2 separate regions of the Anser cygnoides genome follow, and region 1 is linked to region 2. The links are chromatin contacts, called in public Hi-C maps. All regions are on one chromosome and are shown on one strand. Each heading gives the region's core, a stretch centred on a gene start, on an enhancer-like site or on the middle of the called end of the contact. The rest is flanking DNA. Distances are from core to core; before and after follow the strand shown.

Region 1 (6,286 bases), core at 1,828-4,327, 210 kb before region 2:
CACTTGTAAAACAGACAAACCCCAAATATCCCACTAAGAAATTTTACTAAGATTCAATAAGATTCACTAAGATTCAACTAAGATTCAATAAGACTTAGAATATTAACAGAACAATCAAGGCTATTGATGGCATCCAATTAAGATATCCACATTTTAATAGCAAAGTTTAATAACACAAAGCTTAAGGTTTACCTTAAGCTCCATCAAACAAAAACTTATTAAGCTCACATTTGATCTGAATTTTTGCGCTAACACTGCAAACTGACAGTACCCAGCAGTGAATAGCTGCCACAGTTTTAAAGTCATGATGCTGTGACATTTGTCACATGTTTTTAATCAACCGATACACTACAGAGGTTCTGCATACTCAGCTCTTCTCAGGAACTCCCAAGTTCTGACCCCCCCCTTTTAGCAAGGTCAGTAAGGAAAAACACTAAATCAGTAGAAACAGATTAAAATTATAAGCTTGTAAAGTAACACTGCAAGTATCATCCCAGAATCAAATAGCAAATAGAAAGCATCTAACAGTATTGAGGCATAACTCTTAATTTACTGATTTCATAATGTTTTCATTGAACTAATGTAGGGAATCTTTTAACAGTAGAAGTACGTACTTTTGCTTTCTTCTACTTCTCTCTGTGCAGGCAGCAGGCTTTTCTTCTTTTGAATTCTAAAGGTTACTTCATTGAAGGACGGCTTTTTGATTTTGAAAAGTTCTTCATCACCTGGAGAGATAAAACCCAATGACTCAGAGACATATTAACAAAGTATTGTATATGCATGTATATATGTAAAGCACATATATATAAAGCAAATAAACCTTACATGTGCATTCAGCACATATTCTGAAGTTCTGGCTGCTTCTATCTAACTGACTAACTAGCTCTGACTAACTTCTGTCTACCTATCACTTTATTGCTCAGGATCCATCACTTCTGAATTTACATCTGTGGAGCTTAGCCTCCTTGACAGAGCAACACCTCCCCTAGCATGACCTGAGGCCATTTCCTCCTGCCCTATCACTTGTCACCTGAGAAAAGAAACCAACACCCTGTTCACTGCAGCCTCCTCTCCCGTAGTTGTAGAGAGCCACAAGGTCTTCCCTGAGCCTCCTCTTCTCCAGACTACACAACCCCAGTTCCCTCAGCCACTCCTCCTAAGTCCTGTTTTCAAGTCCCTTCACCAGCTTCATTGCTCTTCTCTGAGCTCCACCAACTCAATATCCTTCTTGCAGCAAGCTACCTTTCTGTTTTTTCAAGTTTTCTCTAGCTCTACAAAACTTTCCAATGTGTGCCACAAGCACACAAAGAGACATCAAAGTGCTGTTACAGGCACGTCTCTCCTAAACCCCACAACATCCGTAACACAGGATCCCAACTTGTGTTCAGAAGAAGGTGCATAGAAGAGACCTGCGGCCCACCAAGCAACCAGCACCCCCACTGCACTTGGTTTACGTGACAAGGGTTTGGTAGCAGAGGGCTGCAAGGGGGGGCCTCTGTGAGAAGAATCCAGAAGTTGCCCCATGTCAGTGTCAGGTAAGAGCCAGCTCCAGCCAGCTCCAAAGGGCCCACCACTGGACAGAGCCGAGTGCTGCGGCCTGTGGAGAGGCCCCTGGTGGAGCAGGCTGTCCCCCTGCAGCCCATGGGTCCCACACGGAGCAGATCTCCACGCTGCGGCCCGTGCAGGAGCCCCCGGTGGAGCAGGTGGATGTGGCCTGGAGGAGGCTGCGGCCCATGGAGAGCCCCCGCAGGAGCAGGCCCCGGGCCGGAGCTGCAGCCCGTGGAGAGGAGCCCACGCAGGAGCAGGGGGTCTGGGGGGAGCTGCCGCCCGTGGGGGCCCCGTGCTGGAGCAGTTTGCTCCTGGGGGATGGACCCCGTGGGACGGAGCCGTGTGGGAGCAGTTCTTGAAGAGCTGCTGCCTGTGGGCAGCCCCCGCAGGCTCAGTTCGGGAAGGACGGCATCCCGTGGGAGGGACCCCACGGGGAGCAGGGGCAGAGAGGGACCGTGAAGGAGCAGCAGAGACCAAGTACTAGGGTCTGACTACAATCTCTTATCATAGAATCAGTAAGATCTCCAAGATCACCTGATCCAACCATCCCCCTACCACCACTGTCACCCACTAAACCATGTCCCTAAGCACCAGGTCCATCCTTTCCTTGAACACCCCCAGGGACGGTGACGCCACCACCTCCCTGGGCAACCCGTCCCAGTGCCTGACTGCTCTTTCTGAGAAGAAATGTCTCCTCATTTCCAACCTGAACCTCCCCTGGCACAACTTCAGGCCATTCCCTCTAATCCTATCACTAGGTACCTTACAGAAGAGGCCGACCCCCAGCACCCACAGCTTCCTTTCAGGCAGTTGCAGAGAGCAATAAGGTCTGCCCTGAGCCTCCTCTCTTTATATACCATATCTGTTCCCTGTTTCCTTGCACCACTCGGGGGGAGGAGACGAAAGAGGGTGGACGGGGAGAAAGCGGTTTTAGTTTGCTTTTAGTTTCTCACTGCTCTAGCCTATTAGCAACAGGCAATAAATTGTATTGATCTCCCTGTGCGGAGCCTGTTTTGCCCGTGATAGCCGATGGGCGATCTCCCTGCCCTTATCTCACCCCCGAGCCCTTTTTGTCCCATTTTATCCCCTTCCAGGAGGGGCAGCGACCGAGCAGTTACGGCAGACCCCAGCAGGACAAACCCCCCCCCCCCCACCACGAAGCCACCGCGGCGGTGCCCAGCGAAGCCGAGAACCCCCCGCTCTCCGCCCCCTCACCTTCCCGCTCCTCCTCGCTCCCGAAGCTCAGCACCCCCGCACCGCCCCGCACCCCCGCTCCGCCCCGCACCGGCCGCTCTGCGGGCAGCGGCCCCTCCGCAGCGGCGGTGCCGGGGTCCTGCGGCGGGGCAGGGGCAGGGTCCGGGACGTAGCCAGGGTCAGGCTCAGCCCCCGGCTCCTCCTCGCTGCTGCCGCTGGAGGCCGGGCGGCGCCGGGCGCGGAAGGTGCGCGGGGCTCGGCGGAACATGGCGCGGGGCGGGCCCGGCAGCGGCTGCGTGCGGAGGGTGCGCGGCGGCCGCAGGCTCTGCCCCCTGCGGGGCCAGCCCCGCCTCGGGTCCCCGGGGAAGGGGAGGAGCGAGGGGAGGGGAAGGGAAGGGGAAGGGCCTCGCACAGGCTGAGGGGGGTGTGGAAAGTGTCCTCCAGCTGAAGGCGATCTGGGGTTGGGTGATCACTCAGACACGTGAAAATAAAATTTATTTGAAGGTCAGTGTGTGTGTGTGTGTTCGTGGTGGGGGTGGCCCTGATGGGTCCTTCCCGTGCCCCGCAGCTTGGTGCTACGTAGTTGTCAAAAAACAATCACGTTTTTTATTTTGTTTCTCTGGATTTAGCTCTCTGAAGGAGGCAGGCAAATGCCAGCGCTGTTAAGAGGGGTTGGGAACAGAAGGACGGTGGGGTTGTGGCATAACAAGGACTTAAATTTAGTTTGTGTGGTGAGGGGCTGTACAGTGGCACGTACCATCCCTCATCTCTGTGGTGAATGAGATCTGTGGAAAGAAAGCTTCAGGTCCAACCCCTACGGTTACACCAGGAACAGGGCGAGTCCTTCAAGTAAGGCCTTTGTGTCCCAAGAGAAGTATCCAAAAATAGTGGACATTTGAAATGTTCTTGCTTAAATTGCTTCACCCATCCCTCCTTCATCTGTAGGATGAAGATACCAATATTAACTTGCCTCAGGAATCACATGAAGAAGAGAAACTGCGTTTGTGAAGCACAATGCGGTACAATAAGACCAATATAAAAACCCAAGAGAAAATTAAAATATTTCTAGTTAGTGCAGGTTCTGAACAGTTCATATTAAATAAAACCCAAGGCTGTACAATGAATAATAAGGATTATAAAAACTACCAATTCAATAAGCACAGTTCATCTTGCAAATGTCATTCATCCTCTGCACTGGAAAAGGTTGGTGGGTCTTGTGAAAAAAAAAAGAAGTAGTTGTGCAAGTAGATATGTGCCTAAAAAATGACTTACTGTGAGCTCTGATGCAAAGCTGCATTATAGCTTTGCAATTTATATATGTTTCCCCTGTGTGTTTTCTCTGACTGAGGGGTGAAGTCAAGGATAGTCTGAGGATGCACAGGTACACCGAATTTATCCGCCAGGTGGATAAATTGGACAATGCTGAGTTTGCTGGCATAGATCAACCTGGAATTATGCCAATGAAGTTACTTGCTTCTTATTTACTGTTCCAGCACTGATGTTACATGATGCTAAACAGGTCTCAAGAGCTGTCCTAGGGGCCTGTGTTTCCTCTGACATTTTTTTTAACAGTTGGAAATCTCCTTTCCTTTTCTGTGACTCTATATTAAGTCTTGAGAGATTCTCTATCTGATTTTAAATTCTTCAATAGTGAAGTAAGTAATAGAATAATAAAATTCATCTAGTGAGCGCTGTTTAGGCAGGACTGAACTGCCTGCTTGGATGACAAAATGGTCCAGGCCTTCAGCATGGCAGAAACGTGGAACAGATCTGTGGCACAGTTGGTATTAATAGCAGGGAGAAACTGCTGTGTTTGCAGTTGTCACTCCAGTTAATATGCTCACTGAGTGCCAAGATACTAGTCTAAGTAGTCACATCTAACCAAAATGATCCCAGTGCAGAAGAGGAAAAGCAAATTCAATTGTAGCAAAGTATCTCTTTGGAAGGAATTCGGTGCAAATGCCAGTGGATTTATTTTGCTAGGCACTAAAAGCTCATTTGCCATGCAAATGGATTTTGAGAAGGGCTCTGTGGAGATCAGTGATTCAGATCAGCAAATTTCTATAGGTTTCTCTTACCAAAGCAAGAAGTAGCATGAAAGCAAGATGAATCTTGCACAACATTTCCAGTGAAGCATTAGTGACCGATAGTATGGTCTCTTTTCACACTCCATAGACTTCAGCTCTGGCTTGAACTCCGTTAAACTTTAACATCAAAGTTACAAAGTGACTTGCTCTGTAAGACTCACTGTTCATCAGAAACAAGTTTTGAGTGCAGAAGAACCCAAACTCAAAGGCCAAATCAATTTTGCCTCAAGACTGTAAAACTAGATTCAACCTTCTGAATGCAACAACTTCTTTACCTCCCGTAGCTGGAGTTACTGCACAATGTTATTTGCAGCAGCTGAGGGAATGCTTCGTGCTTGCTTCTTTTCGTGTCAAGAATAAGTCCGGCAGAACATGAGGCAAAGAAAACAGAGGAGGGCAGTATCACCTCAGACTGTCAGTATTACATGGGACAAGTAAGAGCCACAGTCATCAGCAATGTCTATGTTTCATTAACATAGAGTTTTAGTGTAGACTTCCATAAACTGGCTTAAAATCAGTGATCTGTTTACCCTGTCGATTAATGTGTGATTGTATTAATTATGTTATTAATCATACATTTGCTTTGCTCTCTTACACTGTTTTGTCTATCTTTATCACTGCATTTTATCTTTCCAGAAATCTCTGAATGAGGAAAACTTTCCACAGCGACTCACAAAACATACTAAAAGATCAGAGAAAATTTATTTCAAAGTTGATACATATATCATTCATCCTTTAAAAGCAACTTATAACTCTAGAGGATTTTACAAAATTCTGGTAAGAGGCATACCATAACTTCTTAAGAGTGGTTCTGGGGCCTGGTTTCTAGTTTCCCCATTTGCTGGCGCCTGAATTTTGGAGGCCCTGAAATGACAGCCCCTTTCCAGTTGCTGGTACAGACCATCTCGCTCACAGCTGCACACATAGGAGTTTGTAATTTGGGTCCTCGACTGCCACTGTGCCCCTGTGCACCTTTGGGTTTCTGGAAATGGGCCTTTGATGGGCTGATGGCTCCTGCAAGGGGCCTGGGAGCAGCCAGGCAGGGTGTTATTTGGACAGCCCCTATCCCCTCACACCACTTGTGTCACATAACCTAACAACGTGAACCCAACGACATCTTTCTAGCACCTAAAACTGAAGGCTTTGGGAAAAAATTATCAATTCATAGCAAACAGGTAAAGATACCAGCCTATTGGAATTCAATTGCTTTCTTGGCTTGTTTCAAAACATATGAGAGTGGAGAAACATATGCAACTGAAAAGATCTTTCATCTCTGACTTACCAAAGTATTATTTACTAATTATAGTGTAAGGGTTACAAATTGCAACAAATAACCTTGCTTAATGCTATTAATGTGTTATTGCCAGCAGTTGAAACCTGAAATTCATATCTACTTGCATGTTTCTCAATGCCTGTGCTGTAGCTAGGTTTTGCAAGTAAAACTCTGTGTCTGCTCA
Region 2 (6,210 bases), core at 1,834-4,333:
GCCTGTGGCTATGAAAATCAGACATACACTGTTGGGCAGGGAAATAAACATCTAGATATTACAATAATTACCTACATACCACCCTGGCACTCTGGTAGGCAGAGACGAATCTATTTCGATCAAGATACTACACAAGTGATCATATTTTACAGATTTACAAATGTATACAAGTTTTTCTGATACCTTTGGTTCATCTGTAGACCCTAGTTAATATTTAATTCGTATATTTATAAGCAAATTTACATGATTAAAATGAAAGTCTCTGAAAATACTTGATCATATAATTCTAGGCACAGAAAGAAAAAGTAACTGTTTAACGTGAAATTATCTCCTGATGCATTTTTAAATGCGGTCTCTCCACCTGATAAAACAAGTTAGACAAAAAAGTGCCAAATCATTACTCTCTCAAGAATACCATTACCGTCAGGAACTCAGTTCCTTCAGCAGGCTGTTGCTGTCTGGTATAGCCCTCTGGTGGCCCAGCTCTGCCTTAACCACCAGGGAACAGAGCAGCTGCCAGCTCTCTGGTGCCAGGCACTGATGGAAATACTAAATGGCCACACTCGCTGCTGAAACCTGCCCCCAAAAGTCTTCTTATTCATGGGTGGCCTGGCAGCACTTTCCAACTTCATCACCATCAATCGATCAAAACCACAGTATCACTAATGCTATAGGAGGTGCACCTTTTTGTCACCCTTCTTTATTTGGTGTCGATAGGGAAATGATTGAAAACACAGGTCTGTCTTATCCTGGCAATGCACAGGACCAAGCAACCCCAGGCACTTCACAGTGCCAGTAGCTGATGTAATACAGCGCTGAGTGTCTCGGCACATACAGTCCTACAGAAAGAAGGGAGCTGAACTGGAAAACGACCCCCCTTGCAACCCTTACCAACCCACAAGAGGGAGTAGAAACTTTTAGCGCTTGTAACTGCACGTGTGCTTCCTGGGGCTAAAAGAACAAGAGCAAATAAAATAACTGTCATTGCCATCTCTCAAGCAGGGCTTAGCTCTGCTCACCTCTGAGAAGCGTAACATACCAAGAACCTAACCTCGAGAGTGCACAGGGAACATAAGTGCATAGTGAATATAAGAGTAGGTTTTTGCAGGAACGAAATCATTTTTCAGATTTCCTTTTCAGTTCCAGGTTAGTTTGGGATTGTTCTCGCTCCAGTGGTGAGCATTCTGTACTCTGACTGCTGTTAATGTGCTCTCTGTCAAAGAAGAGGGAACACAGAGAAGAGATGTGAAAATCGTGTTTGTTCACTTTCTGATTAATTCTCACATATCTGAGAATAAGTATTTGTCAAGCAACACAGAAAAGCTGTCATTTGTGTCCTCTGCTTTCTGAACTAAAATGTAACTTTATAAATCTATTAATCATCTCAAACCTGGTTTTATTTTGTTGTTGGTTTTGGTTGGTTGGTTGTTTTGTTTATAGCACCTCACAGCGTCAAGGGCCTGAAGCTGGCAGAAAGACCCTTTCTTTTAAAAAATACAGCAGTTCAAACAAATCCTATTTTCTACCACTCGCTATCCAGAAGTCTCATGGCCACTTCTCCTTTGCTGGACAATTTTCTGAAGGAAGCTGGAAGTGAAATTTCTATATGAGTGGCATGAATTTCTCTTCCATGACCCTTTCCCACTATAATCAGATAAGAGAAGAGTTCTTATGCACTGCAGTCTTCTTGAGCCCTCTATCCTATAATCCAGCATCTTACAGGTACCCTGTCAGGTAGAAAACAGTCAAATTAGTGTTTTCTGTTTGTTTGTTTGTTTGTTTGTTTGTTTTGACAGACAATACCTGGAATTTTACCTTGTAACCAATAGTCTGTCATAGATCCAAAGATGCCCTCACCTTTAGTGCAAACTAGACCATTGAATTTCATATTCATACATTGAACTCCAAAATTTGTCTGTGACTACGGAGGAATTTGCATTTAGCTAAAAAATATGTCCCAGAAAGTCGCCACATTTTGACTTAAAGATGAAAGTGGAAAACTGATGCTTTCTGTTAGTAGTTTGCTCCAGAGGTCAATCACACTGACAGCTGTGTCCTGCTTGAGTTGATCCATGGGCTCTTTTGTTAAACCTTTCTGCACTAACTCAAAAAAAGAAAAATAATAATATACATATATAGATAGACAAGTAGAATCATAGAATCATTAGGGTTGGAAAAGACCTCCAAGATCATCTGGTCCAACGCACTAGGTCCAACCTTCCCTTGAACACCCCCAGGGACGGTGACTCCACCACCTCCCTGGGCAACCCGTCCCAATGCCTGACTGCTCTTTCTGAGAAGAAATGTCTCCTCATTTCCAACCTAAATCTCCCCTGACACAACTTGAGGCCATTCCCTCTAGTCCTATCACTAGGTACCTGTGAGAAGAGGCCGACCCCCAGCTCCCCACACCTTCCTTTCAGGTAGTTGCAGAGAGCCATAAGGCCTCCCCTGAGCCTCCTCATGCACTAGTCTTTTTCTTTCTTTCTTTTTTTTTTTTTTTTTTTTTTTTTTACATTTGAGCTTTTTTGTACGTTTGACCTCACGTTCATTTTGAGTATTTTGTTCACACCCTGAACCAATTTGACAGCTCTTTAATGCACCTTTTCCAGTACTTCAACATCCTGTCATGGGTTTCAAAACCTGTGCAGTGATCGGACTGCTCTGCAATACTAAGCACTGACAAGTGCTACGGCATACACCTTGCAAGAGCACACAATTAACTTTAAAAAGGCCTCGGGGACTTCACAGTGTGTTATGCCCAATGCAGTAAATCCAGACCAAAGTTGTTTTGGAGCACTTCTGTATCACATTTATGTGCTTTATTCCCTGGGTTTAAACGTGACCTCCCGAGGATAACACAGAACAAAGCGGGTATGCATCTAATTAACTGATTTTCCACCTTTATGGAGAAAAAAAGAAGTCCCCAGACACGGGGCAGGGCGCAAACCCCGACCCCTCGCCCGCGGTCCCCTCAGGGACGGGCGACAGCGGGGCGGCGGGAAGAAGCCATTCCCGCCACCCTCGGGATTGGCGGAGAGCCGCGTGACGTCACGGCCGAGCCCCGCTGCCTCCTGGGAGTTGTAGTCCTAGCGCCCAGCCCCTGTAGGCACCGCCCGCCGCGTCACAGGGCCCGGGCGGGCCGGGCCGGGGCGGAGAGGCGGAACGGAGGCCGGGACCAGAAGGCGGCCGCCGCTCGCTGCCGTCGGGGCCGTGCCGAGCCGCCGGGAGGGTGAGGTCGGTCGCCGGCCGCGGCGGGGAGGAGCGCGGCGGGCGGGCCGCTGAGGGAGGCGGGGGATATCGGTGCGGGCGGGCCCGCGCAGCGAGCGGCGGGGCGGGCGGCTGGTTTTGGGGAAGCGGCGCGGGCGGGCGGCTGGTTTTGGGGAAGCGGCGCGGGCGGGCGGGTTTGGGCGCTCCCTTCGCCCCCTTCTCCCCGGCGCTGCCCCGTTTGGCCCCGCGGGGCTCCCCGCAGGCTCCTCGGCTCCTCAGAGGGGCAGGGAGCGGGAGTTGTGCCGCGCCGAGCAGCTCAGCCCGGCCTCCGCCATGTCACGGGGCTGCGGCATGCCTCAGCACCCCGGGGTGCCGGGCGGTGCGGGTGCCACGGCCGCCGGGCCCGGTTTTCCTTTTCCAGGTGTCCTCGGGCGATGTGGAGCGGCTCCTCCGCCAGAAGGAACCGCCCAGGTGGCCCCGGAGCTGTAGGATCCCAGCCTGTCTTATGAGGCAAGTTGGCATCGCCCTTCTGTGTGTGAAGCTTGCCCAGCAGGGGTGTGGCGCTCAGATTCCTTAAAAACAATCAAATCCCGCTTTAATTTTTCCACAAGTGGCCGTTGCTTAAAAGGAAATTGAGATCAGTTGTTTTGGAGCTTAGAAGAGCCAGGCAGGTGATGGAGAAGGTAACTGGGAAGTACCTCAAGTGTGCTTTTACCACAAGGCAACATGCTTAAAGTTGTCCCTGACAGACTTTTACGATCAAATTGCATCAGTGCAATAGCAAAAGAGTATCAAATTCATGGAGCACCTTCTTCCCCTCTGCAAGGTAACCCGCTTGAGTGCTGAGCTGTCATTTTTAGTTACAATTTTTCCTTAATAGCTGACCTAAATCTCCTTTGTTGAAACTAAGCTGCTTATTATCTTGCACAGTGGACCTGGAGAACAATGGATCAGGGCTGTCTCTTCTACCACCTGGTTTGTGTTTGCAAGTTTACACTCACATTCTCCAAACTAAATTAACCCAATTTTTGTGGTTCTGTGGTCCGTGAACTCTATGAAACATTTCCATCATCATTGGACTGTGAAACGCAGAACTAGGCAGAGAGCTTCAGTAGTAGTAAGGTAATTATCTCCCTGGTGCGTAGCATCTCTCCTAAAAACATTCCCAAATTATACGGTCTTATTTTGCAACTTTCGTACTGAAATTAGCGAATTACTCAGTTTGTGATCCACTGTAAGCCAGACCTGTTTTTGCTATGCACCTATGCAGGCAGTTACGCTCAGAGAAGCTGTGGGTGCCCCATCCCTGGCAGTGCCCAAGGCCAGGCTGGATGGGATTTGGGCAGCCTGGGCTGGTGGGAGGTGTCCCTGCCCATGGCAGGGGGCTGGAATTAGGTGATCTTTAAGGTCCCTTCCAACCTAAACCATTCTTGATTTCCTGGAGAGATATTCATGCTTCTCCCCCCACACACACACTTCCTTCCCGCCCCCCTTTACTATTTTTTGTGCTCGTAATTAACTTGATAAGGAGACATCCTGATCATCATAACTGTATAATTTTAGTCTCTTAAGTCTGCTCTTCCAGTCCTTTTCTTCCAAGATGGGATCAGCAACAAATCGTTAATTAAAATCTGAAGTAGAGCCAGCTCCTTCATGTCGTGATAACCCTTCCAATTTGACTGTTGACTTTCTCATACACTTTCTTGTTTTTCATCTTTCCTACTAAAGCTGCAGCTCATTCTGTGCCATGACTTTGCAGCTGAGCGAAATCCTGTAGAGAATCTTAAACGAGGAGACCATCGATTCCTTTCAGTTAGCTTGTGTGCACAGAATAGGGATTGCTCGCAGCTCAAAAACTAGAAATGTGGGTAAAATTGTGAACCCCTTTGAAGTTTTGGTGCCTTGTGGATGTCCCGGAGACTTGGTTACAGCCTGCAGAGAATGACGATTGCTGTCAGTTTCCCATTCTCCCTCTTGAAGCTGTTACACAGTGTAGGGAACTGAGAAGCCTTCTGCTGAGGCATCAGGCAAATGATGTAACCCATTTGTCAAGAGTACTGGAACAAAGGTTTTCTGCGTTTTTAGTTCCTACCCATAAAACAGTAATTTCTATTTTGCTGGACACTATGAAAGGACATAATTCTGCAGCAATAACCAAACAATAAAACTGCCCCCAGAATTACTGTAGATAGGTAAAAACGCGTACATTTTGTATGAATATTCAGGTAAATATAAGTGCCAGTCTACAGACATAGTCAGCTGCCTGTTGCTTGCTGCTTTCATCCCTTGTACTCCGCAAACAGTAACAAGATGCTTTGGGGACTCTGATAAAAAGGCCCCAAAACATTTAGGAAAAGGGTTGGGAGGGAAGGGGAAGACTGCCCTAACTGCACTAGGGGATGTTGAAGCTGTGAGGTCACTGATATCCTCTCACAGTACTCACTCGCACATGCCTCAGGTAGATGGTTCTGTCCCCTACCTGTGTTCTAAGTTCTTTTAAATACTTTCTCAATAAATTTCCTCAGAAGAATCCGCTTTGATTCTAACTTGTTTCAAAATTGCATTTGCTCTTTTAGAGAGCTTTCTGGAATAACCAGGCAAATGCCTCATTCTAACCCACTTAATACAGGATCAGATTTATAGATAATACATTAATGCTCTGTCATACTTGTAAGAGATTACTTTATCTGATCACAAATGGGCCACGAAGCTGAGGGTGAGAGGTGACGTTTTGAAAATTCTTAATACTAAGTCATTCCAAAATACCCTGAGAAGCAGCAACCTGTCGATTAGAATGAAAGGACTGGTTTTGTGATGAAAATGCAGCAGACTAAGCCTGAATAAACAGCAAAACCTCTTTTAAAATTGCATTTCACTGGGGAAACATTACGAACAACAACAAAAGTTGGGTTGTGGACAAGCATTATGTGTGTGTTGGCTTCACTGAAAGGAGGAGTCGAGCGTTGGCAGGGCCATAAGCTGAATAATCCTACAGGTGTT

The links. Hi-C and Micro-C count contacts between places; a contact is called where the count stands out from the background.
Region 1: a Hi-C map of liver shows a contact between it and region 2, with 1.8 times the contacts expected there. The contact joins the promoter of GCFC2 here to the promoter of LOC106044496 in region 2. A contact is called at or near these places in 2 of 7 Hi-C or Micro-C datasets (granulosa cells and liver).

What each region holds. Positions count from the first base shown.
Region 1 is chr3:115,660,320-115,666,605 of Taihu_goose_T2T_genome, reverse strand. GCFC2 (GC-rich sequence DNA-binding factor 2) reads right to left here and starts at 3,077. Exons shown (of 18, transcript XM_048065712.2): 1 at 2,764-3,077; 2 at 615-725. The coding sequence starts at 3,010.
Region 2 is chr3:115,454,048-115,460,257 of Taihu_goose_T2T_genome, reverse strand. It overlaps LOC106044496 (WD repeat and coiled-coil-containing protein), which reads left to right and starts at 3,083. Exons shown (of 6, transcript XM_048065807.2): 1 at 3,083-3,237; 2 at 3,632-3,720; 3 at 3,822-4,036. The coding sequence starts at 3,937.